Regions from separate parts of the Mus musculus genome. Here region 1 is linked to region 2. A link is a contact called in public HiChIP or PLAC-seq data. All regions are on one chromosome and are shown on one strand. The core of a region is the stretch at or near the end of the contact, and the rest is flanking DNA. Distances in the headings are between cores, read along the strand shown. Region 1 overlaps Gm31317 (a long non-coding RNA gene). Region 2 holds the start of Ikzf3 (IKAROS family zinc finger 3).

Evidence for each region. HiChIP or PLAC-seq counts read pairs in DNA pulled down with a chosen protein or histone mark.
Region 1: an H3K27ac HiChIP or PLAC-seq map of embryonic stem cells shows a contact between it and region 2, with 4 times the contacts expected there. The contact joins the enhancer-like site here to the promoter of Ikzf3 in region 2. A contact is called at or near these places in 9 of 39 promoter capture datasets (the C10 cell line, the HPC-7 cell line, HPC-7-derived erythroid cells and 6 more), 1 of 484 Hi-C or Micro-C datasets (colorectal tumor organoids), 8 of 115 datasets of contacts at active chromatin or transcription factors (the 230-238 cell line, embryonic stem cells, large pre-B cells and 2 more) and 3 of 9 other capture datasets (adipose tissue, liver and pancreatic islet).

The regions. Positions count from the first base shown.
Region 1 is chr11:98,297,377-98,302,900 of GRCm38.p6, reverse strand. Gm31317 (a long non-coding RNA gene) reads left to right here. Exons shown (of 3, transcript XR_389006.2): 2 at 729-897; 3 at 3,785-4,033. Among named protein-coding and RNA genes, the nearest start is that of Gm31194, 5.5 kb to the right of the region's middle. Within about 2 kb of position 3,855, at least 18 of the 459 cell types and tissues checked have an H3K27ac peak or open chromatin away from gene starts, as enhancers often do. A contact at or near this core is called in embryonic stem cells and liver, where this site is marked.
Region 2 is chr11:98,543,984-98,549,621 of GRCm38.p6, reverse strand. Ikzf3 (IKAROS family zinc finger 3) reads left to right here and starts at 3,591. Exons shown (of 8, transcript NM_011771.1): 1 at 3,591-3,878. The coding sequence starts at 3,872.

The DNA of each region.
Region 1 (5,524 bases), core at 2,606-5,105, 250 kb after region 2:
AGAGGCCAGGATGGAGGGCCATGTCGCTGGAGCTAATGTTTCAGGCCGTAATGAGCTGCCCAACAGGAGTGCTGAGAACTGAACTTGGCTCCTCTACAAAAACAGAAAGTACTGTTAACTGTTAAATCATCTCTCACAGGCCTATAACCCCAGCATGTGGAAAGTGGACACCAGAAGATTAGGAGTTCAAGGTCACTCTCAGCTACTTCTTAAGAGACCTTGTTTCAAAAAAACTCACAGACTTTGTTGAATGTCTTCTGCTGAAGGCAAGGATAGACCTCGGGTCCTTTACTGAATCCCTCCTGCACGTTCTTTGTTTGTTTATATTTTTATTTTAGTGAAGTATGGTGTGTGTGTGTGTGTGTGTGTGTGTGTGTGTGTGTGTGTGTGTGTGTGTGTGTGAATGAGTGCATACTCGCCCCATGCTTGTCTCAAGAACGTCCTAGGACAACCGGAGCGGTCAGTTCTCCTTCCACCTGTGCATGGTTGCCGTAGGTTGAACTCAAGACTTCAGGTGGGTGTGGCATACTCTTCCCGATCTCATGGGTCCCTTGAATCCTACATGTTTCTATTTCTATTTGATAGGAAAAAAGATCTTCCTCCCCTGTCCTCTGTCTAATTTCCCTCCTGGAGCTGCGATGAGCTTTTGCAAAGGCACTTTGGCATGGCTTTCCTGTACTCAGAATTTTCAGAATTTGGCCAGAACCCTTCCTTCCTATCTCTTGCAGACGACCAGGCGTTGTAGCCTGTGCCTCAGCCCACCCATCCATCTTCCTGGCTGCTGCCCTCACTGACTGCTCCTCTCCAGTCCATTGATCCTTCTCCACATCTGTGCTGCTCCACAACTGGACCCTGATGGTCTTAGTATCTGGGCTGGGGACTTCTTCACCCTCAAAGGTGGGTAGCTCAGATGCCACCCTTCTGCTCTGAGGCCTCCTCTGACCTTACCTCAGCACCTCACCGTGACCTCTGACCTCCTCTCAGCACCTCACCATGACCTCTGACCTCCTCTCAGCACCTCACCATGACCTCTGACCTCCTCTCAGCACCTCACCGTGACCTTGGGCCACAGCACTTTCTCCCTTCTAGCCTCTGAATAGTCTACTAAGTCTGTCTCCCTAGCTAGAACAAAAGTCCTTACAGGCAAGGATCTCTGAAGTGTCCCAGCCCCCAAACAGTGTCAGACACACAGGAGCGCCTCAGAGGATAGCCACATAAATATGTCAGGCTCAACGGGGAACACTTCTTCCTACTCCCCCCCCCCCCCCCCACACACACACACACTCAAGTTCTTCACAAAACTTAAGGCGAGAGACTAGGAGCCTTTTCTTCCCTAGGACTGAGAAAGACAGCAGCGAAAACCTTCCTGTACTTCCAGAACAGTCGGCAACAGAACAGCCGGCAACAGAACAGTCGGCAACAGGTTCTCAGGGCTCTGGACGCCCTGCCCTTCCAACCGCCCTTCTTTGCTCTTCTCTAGGTCAAGGGCGTTTGTTGAGTCAAAACATCCATAGCTCTCTCAGGAGCACTAAGGGGCAGGGGTGGGGAGGCAGAAACTAATCAGTCTGGTCCATCTTCCCTTGTGTTGGTCCATCTTCCCTTGTGTGGGGGTGGGGTGGGGGGGAAGGAGAGGTTGGGGCCCCAGCAGTCCTGACTCTACCCTATAAAAGGTGAGCAGTTGCCAGGCAGTGGTGGCACACGCCTTTAATCCCAGCACTGGGAGGTAGAGGCAGGCGGATATCGAGGCCAGCCTGGTCTACAGAGTGAGTTCCAGGACAGCCAGGGCTACATAGAGAAAACATATCTAAAAAAAAAAAAAAAAAAAAAAAAAGCCAAGCAATCCAGAGGGGTTGGTTGACTGACATCTCTGGACCTCCAGCATTCCCATCTGTTAAGTGGGGACGTGCCTACAGGCACTGGTCTGGACCAGAGCGGCCACTTCCCTGCCTCTGTCTCACTTGCTTGAACCTAACCCCTTATACACCTATCACATTTTTTTCCCCCTGAGACACGGTCTTGGGTAACCCAGGTTGCCCTCTAACTTGCTATGTAACCGAGGTTGGCCTTCAATTTCTGATCGTTCTATCTCGATCTCTAAAGTACTGAGATTGCAAGAGAGTGTCCCCTCCCCCAACAGAGTTTTCTTCCCTTGAAACTCTGGTGGAAAGTCCTCCAGGGTTCACCATCCCTTCCCAGGGTGCAAGAAGTAGGCTGCCTAAGAGCTCAGGCCTTGGGCTCTGCAGCCTGGCTTTGAAACTTGAGCCGAGTCGCTTAACTTCACTGAGCCTCAGGTGACTCATCTGAGCAATGGGACAACAGGATCTGTGTCCTGTGGTTACTGCAATGTGTACAGCAAGGCAGTTAAGCTGAGCTGTTGGCACTTGGGGGACAGGGATGATTCTTAGACCCCAGGACAAAGTCAAAATTCCTAAGCAGGGCCTGTGGAGCGGAGCTGTCTGTGGGAGTCAAACAGTAGGAAGATCTACCCACTGTTACAGCAAAGCTGTGGGCATAATGAGTACGGGCCAGCTCATCTGCCCAAAGTTTTCTGCTGTCTACAGCAAGTCTGGTCCTTACAGGCCCTCTAGCCAGGGTTTCTGTGTGTGCCTTTGTATGTGGAATTCTTACTGCCTAGAATGTCCTTTTGCACCTTACCCACCTGGAAGCTCTCACTCATCAGTTCAGACCTAATTCAAGAGGGGGTTGTGGTACTTGGAAAATGAGGCAGGGGGATTGCTGTAAGTTTGAGGCTAGCCTAGGTTATGGAGTGACATCCTGTCTCAAGGTTACTTGAAGGGTGTGTTGCCCATGCTGGCGATCCCAGCACCTGGAAGGCTAAGGCCAGATGGCCAGGGCCTCAAAGTCATCAGATGCATAGCAAGTTTGAGGTCAGCCTAAGCTACATGAAACCCTATTTCAAACAAACAAAATTAAGGTAGGGGAAAGACCTAATCCAAGCCTCCTTGCCCTCTGCCAACTGCTAGCAACAGCAACAGGCCTTAGAGCCAGGCATTCTGAAGTGGAATCCAGCTCTGCCACTTCCTAATTGGGTGACCTTCATCTGGGTCTCAGTTTCTGAATCTGGAGAATGGGTATGTTGAGGAATAATATGTGTAAAGAGTTTGTTCCCACTGGGCACGGCAGCACATGCCTTTTAATCCTAACACTTGGAAGGGAGAGGCAAATGGATCTCTGTGAGTTTAAGGCCAGCCTGGTCTATAGAGTGAGTTCGAGGACAGCCAAGGTTACCCAGAGAAACCCTGTCTTGAAAAAAAATCTGTTTCCAGATTTGACACAGGAAACCACTAGTAAAAGGTAAGGGCCATAATTACTCTGCCTACTAGGCTGTGAGCTTCCCTGGGCCAGCACTGAGCTGACTCTCTTGGCTCTAGCCTGGACAGCCAGGGATGCTCTTTGCCAAGAGAGCCTCAAAGCACTAGGCAGCACCTTGAGCCCTGCTGGGAGCCATCCCATTCCATTCCGATGCCCTCCCCATTTTCCACAGAGGGAAACTGAGGCCCCAGGGCAAGCGTCTTTAGGTTCTAGTAAGCAATGAGTAGCAGAGCCAGGGTCCATCCTGTGCGCAGCTGACTACAATCAACTCTCTGGGCTCAGTTTCTTCATGTGAGAAATGGGTCGATAGTCACTCCATGGAGTAACATATTGACTGTTGGGAACAGCAAGACTGGGGGAGTGAGTGGGATAATGTTCTATTTAGGATAAAAACTTTCCTGGGGTTACAACTGAGGAACTGACCAGGGTCCCAATTTACCTCTCTCCCCAGGGTGCTTCTGGAGCCTGGGGCCAATTCAGAAAACCTTCCTTTCCCTGGGCCCTCTGCCAGCCCCTCCAACCCTTCCTCCAACCATCCACTGCAAGACAATGGTGGGCTGGCCCGGCCTTTGTGAGAGGGGTCAGGCCAGTTAATCTTGGGCTGGGTTAGGGAGGGGCATTTGGGGGCCAGGAAAGGAGTGGGGGCTGCCGGTGGGGGACACAGCAGCCGGCTGCTGAGAGTTGAGGGCATTGGAGGCAGGGGGCCGAAGAAGTAAAAGCTTGAAACAGGCTTTGGGGAGCGTTTCCTCCGAATGTAGATTTGAGCTCCTATTAAACTTGCCAAAAATTTGTGTTAGCTAATGGATTCTTAATTCTGTCTAAAATGAGAGAGGGAAAATTATGCCATTCATCTTGTATTGGTTTGAAATTACATCTGACACCTAATCGATCATACTGTGGAACATTAACTCTTTGGAAGAGACCCAACTTTTTCTCTCCCTCGCTTTCCAGGGCTCGGGAGCCTCCCCCACCTCTGATTCCTTCTTTTGTATTTCATTAACTTAGCAAAGCTCTGGCTGTCTCTCGGGTGAGGGGTGGAGGCTGGGGAGGGTTCTTTTAAATCAGGGGAGGTAATCAGCACCCCAATCTTTTGCCCCCAAAGAGCCACCACTTTCAACCTTCAAGTGACCTCCACTCTGGCCCGGCTTTTCCCATGCACTTTGAGTCGACATGGCGATGCAGAATTAAAGGCGCTAAAGGCACGCGCGGGGGTGGGTGGGTGGTGACCTCAGAACCACCTTGGGTGCACGGGGGAGAGGTGGGGAGCCAGGCAAAGATAAGCTTGCACCTGGGGCTGGGGCAGGGGCCGTGGCAGGGGGCTCACCCGCGACTGGCCTGGCAGATGGGTGAGGAGGAGAGGGCAGATGACAATGGATTTGCCCGAGGATCCCCAGGAGCTCGAACTGAAAACCCCAACCCCAGACCTTCTTTTCCAGGAGGAGGACTTTCTGGCAGCAAGGAGAAGCCACTGGAGGCCGCCAGGCCTGGGCTAGGCTCCTGGCTGTACTTCTGACAAGCTGTGTGACCTTGGGCAGATTACATAAGGCTCAGAGTCTCGGTTTCCTTCTCTGTCAGGGCAGAGTGGAGACTGTAACACCTCGGCCCAGGGCTGGGGCGGGCCTGGATGGCACAATCCAGTTTAAACTGGGGTAGAGCCCATCACCTGGTGCATAGTAGGTATTCAGGAAAGGTGACAGAGGGCCAGATCACTGGCCCCGCCCCCTGCTTCTTCTGCTTCCTGCTCTTCCTTATTCCAGGCTGTCTGATCCGCACTCTCAGCTCCTTCACTTAGCTCCTCCATCTTTCTCTGCCACTGCCAAGGGCAGATCAAGGTCAGGAGCCCCAAGGTCAAACAGGCCAGGAGGGCTAAGTGGTACCTGAAGGAGGCTGGGGCCCAGGGGCTCCTTTCCCTGCTCCCTCAGGGTTCTCTCCTGCCTGAGGAGCTCCCTCAGAACCTGCCACCATGCTGAGGAGGGATGGGAGGGGGGTGTCCCAGGGAAAAGGAAGGTGAGTCCAGCAGGAAGGAAGGAAGGAACTCTCCATTTGGATCAAAGCCTCTTGCTTTTACTTAAACGCTTCTGATTCTGTCTGTGGATTCCTGGTTTCTGTTCCCAGTCTAAGAGGGGTGGATTGGATCCCTCCGGTGTTTCCATAGACCTGCAATGGCCCAGATTCCACCCCAGCAAGGGGG
Region 2 (5,638 bases), core at 2,342-4,841:
TAGTTCCAGGATCCAGCTGGGTAGCTTACAACAACACCCTTTTAACTCAGTTCCAGGTGAGCCAGTGCCCTCTTCTGGAAACCATGGATGCCTGCATTCACGTGTATATACCCTCTCCATCCCTCCCATATATACAGAATTAAAAAGAAAACCTTTAGCTGGGTAGTGGTAGCACATACCTTGAATCCCAGCACTCAGGTAGCAGAGGCAGAAGCAGAGGAGGGCAGATCTCCGAGTTTTAGGCCAGCCTGGTCCACAGAGAGAATTCCAGGACAGCCAGGGCTACATAGAGAAACCCTGTCTCAAAACAAACAAGCAAGAAGAAAAGAAATGAGAGAGAGAGAGAGAGAGGGAGAGAGAGAGAGAGAGAGAGAGAGAGAGAGAGAGAGTTAGTTTGGGTCTTGGAAGTATCCATGTAAATGTTTGATGTAAGCTTTGTGCTTTAGTTTTGTTTACTTATTTTGAGACAGTGTTTCTCTGTGTACCTCTGGCTGACCCAGAACTTGTTATATAGTCCAGACTGGCCTCCTAGAGATCTGTCTGCCTCTGCCTTGTGAGTGCTAGAATTAAAGGCAGGTAGCATCATGCTGGGCAGCCCAGACAAACCTTGTCATCTGACTCTATGGAGACGCTACATGAGCTGGGTTCACTATGAAATCTATACTGATTTCCTTTATTTCTCAATATCTCATTTAAACTGATTTAGGTCAGTAATTCAGTATATGATAGATATTTTTATAGAAGACAAATTTATTTGATTTTTAAAAAAGATTTATTTATTATTTTATCTAAGTACACTGTAGCTGTCTTCGGATGCACCAGAAGAGGGCGTCAGATCTCATTATCGACGGTTGTGAGCCACCATGTGGTTGCTGGGATTTGAACTCAGGACCTATGGAAGAGCAGTCAATGCTCTTAACCACTAAGCCATCTCTCCAGCCCTAGAAGACAAATTAATAATGCTGATATCACAAGGCACTATTCTAACATGAAACATTACATATTGATACTTGCCAAGGCACAGTTGTACACTTGGGCTATCCTGTCTTTCCTTCTTTTCTCTTTTTCTTTCCTTTTAACAAAGAGGGTCTTTCTGTATAGCCCTAGTTGTCCTGGAACTTTCTTTATAGACCACACTATCCTCAAACCAGAGATACTCTTGCCTCAGCTTCCCAAGTGCTGGGATTAAAAACATGCAGTCTATGCCTGGCATGATACAGCATTGTTAATTAAAGTTCATATTTTTAATATTTCCGTAGTTTATCTGCACCAGAGTCACACTCAGGCTTTCGTGTCACATTTAGTTGTGCTGTCCCCTCAGGTTCTTCTGAGCTGTTGACAGTTTCTCAGACTTTTCTTGTTCTCTTTCTTCTCTTGTTTTCTTTCCTTTTGGTTGTTGTTGACTTTGACAGTTAAGGACTGCTTTGAAGATCCGGACTCAGCCTTAAATGATCAAGTATTTTGTGGAAAGACTCTCTTGGACTTTGCTTGATGGTTTTTCTCATTATTGCATAGAATTATAGATTTTTGTGAGGATGGCAGCAGAAAAGTGACGTTCCCAATACATCATATCACTGATACATACTAACATCATACTTTACCACTGTTTTGTTTTGGTTTTTTTCGAGACAGAGTTTCTCTGTGTAGCTCTGGCTGTCCTGGAACTCACTTTGTAGACCAGGCTGGCCTCGAGCTCAGAAATCCGCCTGCCTCTGCCTCCCAAGTGCTGGGATTAAAGGCGTGCACCACCACGCCCGGCTACTTTTCCACTTTTAATGTTAAATGCATTAAATGTTTGTCAGGTTACTCCATATAAGGTTATCCCTTGCCCCCAATACTGTACTGTTTGTACTCTGCACTTAAAGAGGAGAGATTTATGCTCCACCCACTTGAGGGTAGAATTGCTACACAAATGGTTGTACGGCTCTGCTTTTTATTTGTCTCTTCAGGTATCTGGAGAGACTGGAATAAGCAGCAAACAGCATGGTAACAGTTTGCTGTTCTGTATAGAGAACATTGTAACAGAAACCCCCAAGTTTCTCTCTGTCTTTTAAATAACCAATTAACTATTCATCCTTCTCATCCCTGTGAAAGTGTACAGTTCCTCTTCTGCTACTTTTGACGTTGCTATTTTTGCTTTTAGAAACTAACAAACAACAAATTTCCCCTTTTCAGTACTAAAATTAAACCTTAGTGTTTATTAAACCTTAGAATGTCTCCGAGCTCCATATTGTCCTGCAGAACTCATGTCAGTGGAGATGCTGCTATGGTTCTGTGATCTCAGAGACAATGTGAGCCACTCGTGTTATATATGCATATGTACACAAACATGGAATATAGAGTTCACAGACTGCCTATATACCAAGGCACTAGTTAATGTGAGCTCGGGTTCATGTTTTCAGTGTGCTTGCTTAGCTCAGAAGTATGATTTTCTTCAGATACAGATAGATGGCTGATGTACAGTTCTCAACCTTTCCTCTCAAATGTGTGTGTGTGTGTGTGTGCGCGCGCACGTGCACACATCTGTCGGTCTTTTTGAAGACAGGGTCTCTCTATTATAAAGCCCTGGCTGTCCTGGAACTCAATGTGCAGATCAGGAAGGCTTCAAGCTCATGGGGATCTCCTTGCCTCTTGCCTTCCCAGTGATGGGATCAAAGGTGTTGCACCCCCATACCTGGCTTCAAATATATTTGTGTAACTAACAAGATGATGAAAGTGGGACCATTCCTTCCACCCTGTTGGCATCGTTAGAAATGCCCCTCTGAGCCCCATCTCTTAGGACTTCAGCGTGATGAACCGCTGAGCTTTGAAAAACTGTTCTGCCTTCAGTTCCTCTCCCCCCTCCCTCCTGTCAAATGCTTTCCTCTCTAAAGTGTAGATGATGGGAAAGGATGTTGATTGGCACGCCTCTGTGAACCAACACCTTCCCTTGACTTAGTCCCTCTACCCCACATAGCTTCACTCTGTATTCTTCTGACACACCATACGTGGGTTTTTGTAAAGTGTCCTATTTAGAGGAAAGAAGATTCGTAGGAAATGAACACACATATGTACTGCTGTCTTTTTTTTTCTTTCTCTCTCTTTTTCTTTTTTCAGCGCTGGCAAACCAACCAGTTCTCAGAAAGGACAGCAAAATGAGAGAATTGTTCCCTCAAGTTAAAAAGTTGGAGAGCCGTAAATGCCAACGCACTTTTGAACTATCTATAAATCTGAACCAAAGACTTTTTAAAGTTTGTTTTCTGAGAAATGGCTCATACTGTAATGTGGGGCTGGCCTGCAACTGATGGCAATCCTCCTGCCTCAGCCTCTCAAGTGCTGGGATCATAGTGGCGGGCCACTCCAACTGGAGTGAAAAACCAAAGGGCGACGGGGGTTGGGGGGAGACCGCCATAAATAACTCAATGAAGTGAGTTCTCACTGACAGTTCTCAAGACCGTCATCCCTGAGTCTAGATAAAAAGTTCCAGGTCCTTCCGTGTCAGGCAAATCTGGAAGTTGGGCTTACGCACACCGCTCGGCTCTCCTTGCGACAGCGCCCTCATCCCCGGTGTTTCTCAAGTAGACGTCCCGAGACGGTCGCTGAGGCACTGTTTCCACGCGATCAGGGTTCCTCAGGCTTGACATTCAAAAGTGGGTGCGGAACCCGCGGCACTCGGAGCGTGCTTTAAAGCGGCCGCCAGCCAGCGCCGCTCTAACCTCGCGCCCCGGCTGCCGGCGGCTCCCGCCCTGCATCTGCGCCGACGCGACCGAGCGATCCCGGGGCCTCCCTGCGCCCGGAATCTCCCGCCAGCCGCGCGGGTCCCCACGGCAGCAGCACGTGGAGCGGCCGCGGAGCCTGAGCGACAGCTGCAGCCCGCGCGGCCCGCGGCGACATGGAAGGTGAGCTCGGCGCCGCTGCGCTGGGGGCTTTGAGCAGCCGGAGCGGCGCGCGCTCAGAGGCTCGGCTGGCTTCCTTCTGAATCTCGGTTTTGCTTCTATTTATTTCTTTTAATTTAAATGCGTGTCCGTTCTCAGACACCCCCTCCCCCAACTTGGGAAAGTGCTAAGTTCTCTTCAGTTTTATTTCTTGGGGGTTGTGAGACGGGGGCATATGTATGGGTCACCTTAAATCTGCAAAGGACAAACAGTCTTGGGTGTCCCTAAGTTTGGCACCAAACCTGGGACGGAATAATCTCCCCCTCCCCCGGGTTGGGGGTGGGGGGGACGCTCCGCGGTCTCAGTCTCCATAGGAATTAGTTTAATCTTAGTTACTTGAGTCTACTTTTCTGTAATGTGACTTTTCTGTGAATACTGTCTTAGTGGCTAAGGGCATATTTGAAAATGATTAGCAATTGTAGTTAGTTAGCTTGGAAATCAAATGAACTTAAAAAAAAAAACAAAAAACAAAACCAAAGGGGGGAAAAAACCCGAAACAAAAATAAGGCTCACGTTAAGGGTTTCATTTGAATTCATTTCGGAAGTTATAGCTTTGCTTCTCAGAAGCCTCGCAGTATGAACTTCCTTAAGATAAGTGCAATTTCACATTTTCAACAAGTGTTTCTAAAACTCTGAAGATGGAAGATGTGGCTCAACTTTGGGGGAGGAGAGGTGGCCCTGAGAAAATCAGAAGTTGAGCGCTGCATTCGTTTAAAGGAGAGAGATACTGACGCTTACCTAATTGAAGTGTTGGTCTGTAAATATTATGAATATCACAGTTACTTTCTTCATGATGGTTGAAGAATCTCTTTTAACACATGAACCTTGATCTTTTGGCATCTTTATTTAGTTCTAGTGTATGTGAAGCTATGAAATATGATTAACAAGTTTGGAACACAGTTAAATATGATAAAGCTTTGTTTCACAATGCAATTGAGTGGAACACAGCCCTTAATTCTCAGCTTGTGCATGGTATGCTGGTAAATGTGGCTTCTTCTTCTTCTTCTTTTTCTTCTTCTTTTTCTTCTTCTTCTTCTTCTTCTTCTTCTTCTTCTTCTTCTTCTTCTTCTTCTTCTTCTTCTTCTCCTTCTCCTTCTCCTCCTCCTCCTCCTCCTCCTCCTCCTCCTCCTCCTCTTCCTCCTCCTCCTCCTTCTCCTTCTTTTCTTCTTCTTCCTGCTTTGACTAATGTAAACATATTTTTTTCTCTCAGTAAAATGGCAAGTGGTAATGCAAAGCTTTTAAATGTCCGCTGTTGAATGATGCTTCAAACATTTTCTCGTGAAAAAAAAAAAAAAAACCTGTATACTTCTAATGTTTTAGTGTCAAAGTTTAAAAAATAACTTCAAATTGTTTTGACACTTAAATAATGATCTATGAAATGTAATATTTTACATGTAAAAGTTTCCTCATCCAAGAACAGAGGGGTGGGGGGGTTGGCATGGTGTATACTATAGGAAACTTTATTTTAAAACGAGCTCCCATGCTTTAATTATTACAAATAATCTCTTTTCCTGAAGTTGCTGGCCAGTTCTCCAATACCATGTCCTAGTTTTAACCGTGTCGTTTATTAGGAATAATGTAAACCCACAACTGGAGTATTTTTGTGCAAATGCTATTAGCTGATTAGTTATTCAAGATGCAATACAGACACTAAGCTAAATAGCTTACTTTAGGACATGGGTCTACTTACCAGGCTCTTCAGTAGGACCCATAAAGACTTCCTG